2 separate regions of the Mus musculus genome follow, and region 1 is linked to region 2. Evidence: chromatin contacts called from public HiChIP or PLAC-seq data. All regions are on one chromosome and are shown on one strand. The core of a region is the stretch at or near the end of the contact, and the rest is flanking DNA. Distances in the headings are between cores, read along the strand shown. Region 1 overlaps Lclat1 (lysocardiolipin acyltransferase 1). Region 2 holds the start of Lbh (limb-bud and heart).

Region 1 (3,032 bases), core at 158-2,657, 220 kb after region 2:
GCATTGTTGGCATATGACAGCAGCCTTTCCAAACTCTTCTCATTTGAGGGCACATGCCTCATTTAGAAAGAGTTTTGATTTGTACCCTCTGGGGGTGGGGTTCAAGTCTGTCTACACTGTTCTGTAGTCTTCAGAGATGGGGCTCAAGTCTGTGTACTCACTGTGTTCTGTGGTCCTAGGAGGAGAGGCTCAAGTCTGTTTATTCACTGTTCTGTGGTCCTAGTTTGGAGATATCCATTTCACATTTTTTAGCAACTTCTCACTATTCTATAATAGTTGGCTTTGGGATTAACTGATTTACTGTAATTTTAAGATAATAGCATGGGAAGAATATGGCTGTTTTTGAGAAATGTTCAGAATAAAATCTCTAAGGTAGGTCTAGTTCCTTGTCTAGAACTAAAGTTTAGCTATCTATTCTGAAATCTAAGCTGCGAAATTTTACTATGACTAAAATTGGTATGAGCAGAGTATACCCCATGCACACATGTGTGCGAGCACAACAGGAACCTGTGGTCAGCGAGTACACTGCGGCTGTGTGCACTTCTATGAGAGAACAGTAATTTATCTGCCAGACATTTTAAAAAGTAACCTCACTTTAAAACTTGAACTATTTATCAAATACAATTTGAGTTCCTCAAATGTGCAGGGTAAACTAAGTTTAAGTGATCTCAAATTCTGTTTGTGAAAATAACTTTTTAGATATTTCACTATAGCAATGATATATGTTTAAGTTTTTTTTTAAAAAAAACCAACACAACTCTGACTTAAGCACAGTCTTTTCAGAACCTGACTAATTATCTAAACATTAACCGACTGATAGTGGTGGTGGATTTAGATAGTTGTTCCTTTCAACACAGTGTGATCTTTCACCTGCAAGGACTTGAACTGTTTGCAATGTCAAGATAAGATAAGAGATAAGCACTACCATTGGAAGCCATTAACCGCAGAAGTCACCAGCAGATGTTTTCCATGCACAGTTGGCCCCTCCTGATTTTATACTGGCTGGAGAGATGCATGACTAACAGAGGAACCTTAGCAGCTTGTTGAAGCCATTCACTAAGCCTGCAGTAAGTGGAATTAGCACTGTTGATTTCCAGGCTGTGGGTTTTTTGTACTTTTAAGGTGTGCTGTGCAGTGCCTTGGTTCCCAGGACTCGACAGTGGTAGTATGTGGGGAAAGATGGAAGAACTGACTTTTTAAAGAGCCATGGTTTTATTAGAGGGTACACATTAGCCTTTTATTTTTAATCAGCTCATAATTCCATTAGTCGTTAATACTTATAAATGTTCATATTCTTTAGTGTTCAATAATTACTCGCAGATTTCTTACATTTATTGTTGAATAATACTTGAATTTTCTTAGCAGGAAGACCATTTCACTTCTTTACCGGCCTTCCCCTCCTCTGAGGGTCTCGTCTCTGTAGCCAGGGCTGGCTTCAGACTTGAGGCGGTCTTCCTGGATTAGCTCCCAAATTCTGGGCGCCAGCACTCTCCATCTTTGTTGCTGTTTGTAATGGTAACTGAATAGTACCTCCTGACCTATAATGGATAATTAGAAACACAGCATATATATTAGGCCATTTTTTTTTAGCTTACTAAAAAGGAGTTTTATGTTCATGCTATTGTAACAGTGTATTTTAGCTTGCTAATTGTCTTAGTCAGGGTTCCTATTCCTGGATAAAACATCATGACCATTATAAATAAGGCTGCTATGAACATAGTGGAGCATGTGTCCTTCTTACCGGTTGGGACATCTTCTGGATATATGCCCAGGAGAGGTATTGCAGTATCCTCTGGTAGTACTATATCCAGTTTTCTGAGGAACTGCCAGACTGATTTCCAGAGTAGTTGTACAAGCTTGCAATCCCACCAACAATGGAGGAGTGTTCCTCTTTCTCCACATCCTCGCCAGCATCTGCTGTCACCTGAATTTTATAATAGCCAGAAGCTGGAAAGAACCCAGATGCCCCTCAACAGAGGAATGGATACAGAAAATGTGGTACATTTACACAATGGAGTACTACTCAGCTATTAAAAAGAATGAATTTATGAAATTCCTAGGCAGATGGATGGACCTGGAGGGCATCATCCTGAGTGAGGTAACACATTCACAAAGGAACTCACACAATATGTACTCATTGATAAGTGGATATTAGCCCAGAGACTTAGGATACACAAGATATAAGATACAATTTGCTAAACGCATGAAACTCAAGAAGAATGAAGACCAAAGTGTGGACACTTTGCCCCTCCTTAGAATTGGGAACAAAACACCCATGGAAGGAGTTACAGAGACAAAGTTTGGAGCTGTGTCAAAAGGATGAACCATCTAGAGCCTGCCGTATCCAGGGTTCCATCCCATAATCAGCTTCCAAACGCTGACACCGTGTCATATACTAGCAAGATTTTGCTGAAAGGACACAGATAGAGCTGTCTCTTGTGAGACTATGCTGAGGCCTAGCAAACACAGAAGTGGATGCTCACAGTCAGCTATTGGATGGATTACAGGGCCCCCAATGGAGGAGCTAGAAAAAGTACCCAAGGAGCTAAAGGGATCTGCAACCCTATAGGTGGAACAACATTATGAACTAACCAGTACCCCGGAGCTCTTGACTCTAGCTGCATATGTATCAAAAGATGGCCTAGTCGGCCATCACTGGAAAGAGAGGCCCATTGGACTTGCAAACTTAACGCCAGGGCCAAAAAGTGGGAGTGGGTGGGTAGGGCAGTGGGAGGGAGGGTATGGGGGACTTTTGGGATAGCATTGGAAATGTAAATGAGGAAAATACCTAATAAAAAAAAGGAAAAAAACAAAAAAACAAACATCATGACCAAGAAGCAAGTTGGGGAGGAAAGAGTTTATTCAGCTTATACTTCCACATTGCTGTTCATCACTGAAAGAAGTCAGGACTGGAACTCAAGCAGGTCAGGGAGCAGGAGCTGATACAGAGGCCATGGAGGGATGTTCTTTACTAGCTTGCTCAGCCTGCTCTCTTATAGAACCAAGACTACCAGCCCAGAGATGGTCCCACC
Region 2 (2,866 bases), core at 185-2,684:
CTGGTCAGAAGCAGAAGCGAATAGTCCTGAAGAGCACAAACAGCGCTTCATTTGTCTCAAGGGGGTAAGGACAGCCTCCTGCGTTTTTCTGATTACAGGGCTTATGAAATACGGCTCTTTTAGGACGCTCCAGTTTTTACTCAGGATGTATATAGGTACGCATAGTTGGGAAAGCAGTTATTGCAAAGTTGCTCTTAGAAAGAGTAGATGCTGAAAATTATGAGGTCCTCTTTCTCAACATCCGCGTGGCCCCTGCTACTGAAAACTCGTCTCTTGATGCCAGCAGCTTTTTGCTGGATATAACCAGTACGCTTTTCTTTCAGGGTGCAGACTTATTTTAAATCACATTTAATTGTGTTTAGTTTTCGACCACGGCTCTCCCTTTCCCCAGTCCCTTTATGCACATAGGTCAAGGTTAGGAAGCTGTTTTACAAGAGTAATTGAAACAGAGGCCACAGCGGGGCAGCGCTGGGTACTGAGTCAGACTCCGTTCTTCCTGGCTGTAGGGGCTGCACAGCAGTTTAGTCTCCAAGATAGACACCGGAACTGCAATTCCTGGGCTATGAAGGAGTCAGTCTCTCAACTCTGTGTTTTCTATCAGATGGGCTCTGGGAGCTAAGGCTAGCCGGGTGTACTTGTATTCCGCTCGTTCTCCTCACCCTCTACTCCCAATGCAAACCGTATATGCTACTCTGTGTGTGTGTGTGTGTGTGTGTGTGTGCACACGCAAGCGCGCTCGCGCAACGGAAAAACCCTAGTAAGACACCACATCCTTTCTCCCACAAACAGAACCCTCCATGGACTCCAGGACCGCAGACTTTTAGAAAGCCAACAATGCCCCCTCCGGCATGGGTGCCTCCAGCCCCGCAGCTGTGCAGCCTTCTTTCCCATCTTTTCCTTTTTCCCCCGGCCCCGCCACGATCGGGATGCCACAGGCGATAATGTCCAAGAGAGGCCTACTTTGCATGGATGACCAGTGAAGGGTCCTGAGATGTGGAAGTCACAGAGAACCCGACAGCGGGCGCTCGGATGGAAGAATGGCGCCCTCCCCCGGCGATCTGTCTCTTCCCGCGTGGGCCCCCATTCCTTCCTCACGCCCACCCATCCCCGTAGCCCTTAGAGTCCCTGTGTTCAGAGAGGGGGCTGCGGACGCTGCGGATTTATGGTCAGGAAGCTGCGTTGACATTGAACTCCAGCTCGGGAACACGCGTGTGTGTCAACGGTGGGGAGGGGGGCGGGCTCGTAGCTGCTGGGAGCCAGCTCAGGCAGGGTGCAGAGCCCGGCTGGTCCCCGCCGCCGCCCGCGGGAGCTATGAGCGCTGAAGCCATTCATGATTTTGGTGACGTTATTCTAAGAGTGGGCGAGGAGAGGCGGGGCCGCTCGCCGACAAGCCCCGCCCCTCCCTTATAAATGCTGCTTCCCGGGCTCTTTGTGGGACCCGGAGATCGGTGGAGAGCGGAGAGCTTGGTCTGCACTGCCTACGCCGTTGGCAGCGAGGCTGTCTCCGGAAGGCGGACCGGCGCTAGCCCAGTACCCGCTCTCGGCTGCCCGCTGCTCTCCTCTGCGCCCCTGCCAATCTCATTCAGGACTCAGTGACTGGTTTTTTTTTGTTTGTTTGTTTGTTTTGTTTTGTTTTGTTTTTCTTAATCACAAGGGCGTGGGTCAGCCTCCCCTAGGACTTCATGTCTGTATATTTCCCCATTCACTGGTGAGTATCCTGCGCCTTTGGCGGCCGCCAGTTTAACCCGGGTGGCTGCGCAGCCCGGCAGCCTCCTAGTGCCGGCTCCGGGTACGAGGCCGGAGAGTGGCACGGACACCCAGTGCGGGTTAACCCGCCAGCCTCAGCCCCTGCAGGAGTCGACGTCAAGGTTGCAAAGCTGGAGGTTGGGGGAGGCGGTGCTGAGAGCATCCAGACAAAGGAAGTGAACTCGGAACCTTCACTTAAGTGGCGGCCAGAGGGCGTGGATATGGTGGCGTTGGGTGGGGAGAACCTGGGGTCCCACCTGAAGCCCCCTAAGGAAACCCTGTCCGCTGAGGGCCACAGGAGATGAGTCCTGCTTGGTGCAGGGGGCTCCGGTTTCCCGGGCCCCTCCCCTTCTCCTTTTTGTTTGCACGCAAGTCTCGGCGTCGAGGATGGCTGCAGAGGGGCCGAGCTGGTGCAGCCGCTGGGTTTGCAGAGCTTCTGGGGGAGGGAGGATGCTGGGGAGACGCTCTCCGCACAAACAAGCCACAAGCATCAGGGTGCAAACTACACCCTCACAACCCCTGCCCTCTCCGTTGTCCCTTAAATCCAACGCGCCTTTGTGGAGGGCCGGGGCTAGGAAGGAGCAAGCTCTCCCAGTGCCAGATTGGAAGAAGCCGGCCACTGCTGAGTCGGGGGCTGCAGAGATTTGCCTGCAGCCGGGGAAGATCGGGTGTGGAGGATCAGAGCCGAGAAGGATGGGGGACAGGCCCCTAGCTGCTGGGACGTGCGCGCCAGCTGCTTCTTCCTTCCTGCTGTGGTGTAGAGGAGGGGCGCTACAGGGAGGCGAGCACCCGTGGTCCTGGAGCGCGCTCGCAGGTGCCAGCCTTGGAGAGCCAGACCCGGGTCCAATGCAAGGTCTGAACCCGGGGAGAGCGGCGCTATTCTGCTTAGCCCAGGAACTCTGAAAGTTCGTGTTTCTCAGTTTAACTTTTTGGGCCCGCGCCACAGTTCCAAAAAGGAACAGACGCCGCTACAGGAGACGACGACCCTGGTCTTAACCCTGTAATGCTATTGACTCTCTTCTTTCAGGGATTGGAGGCAGCTTTTCCAGACTAGGGAGGAAATTGTTAAAGTCTAGCTTCTAACCCTAAACTTGCCCCCATGACAGTCACCCTTTCTTAG

The links. HiChIP or PLAC-seq counts read pairs in DNA pulled down with a chosen protein or histone mark.
Region 1: a contact with region 2 is called in an H3K4me3 HiChIP or PLAC-seq map of the SCID.adh cell line, with 11 read pairs. The contact joins the enhancer-like site here to the promoter of Lbh in region 2. A contact is called at or near these places in 8 of 39 promoter capture datasets (3T3-L1-derived adipocytes, the C10 cell line, the HPC-7 cell line and 5 more), 1 of 15 datasets of contacts at CTCF or cohesin (large pre-B cells), 6 of 484 Hi-C or Micro-C datasets (CD8 T cells, the HPC-7 cell line, Th17 cells and 2 more), 15 of 115 datasets of contacts at active chromatin or transcription factors (DN3 thymocytes, the HPC-7 cell line, the NIH/3T3 cell line and 12 more) and 2 of 9 other capture datasets (adipose tissue and liver).

What each region holds. Positions count from the first base shown.
Region 1 is chr17:73,141,709-73,144,740 of GRCm38.p6, forward strand. All of the region lies in intron 1 of Lclat1 (lysocardiolipin acyltransferase 1), which reads left to right. Among named protein-coding and RNA genes, the nearest start is that of Lclat1, 35 kb to the left of the region's middle. Within about 2 kb of position 1,408, at least 2 of the 459 cell types and tissues checked have an H3K27ac peak or open chromatin away from gene starts, as enhancers often do. A contact at or near this core is called in the SCID.adh cell line, where this site is marked.
Region 2 is chr17:72,916,871-72,919,736 of GRCm38.p6, forward strand. Lbh (limb-bud and heart) reads left to right here and starts at 1,435. Exons shown (of 3, transcript NM_029999.4): 1 at 1,435-1,708. The coding sequence starts at 1,683. It overlaps Gm30375 (predicted gene, 30375), which reads right to left and starts at 1,285. Exons shown (of 2, transcript NR_168598.1): 1 at 1-1,285.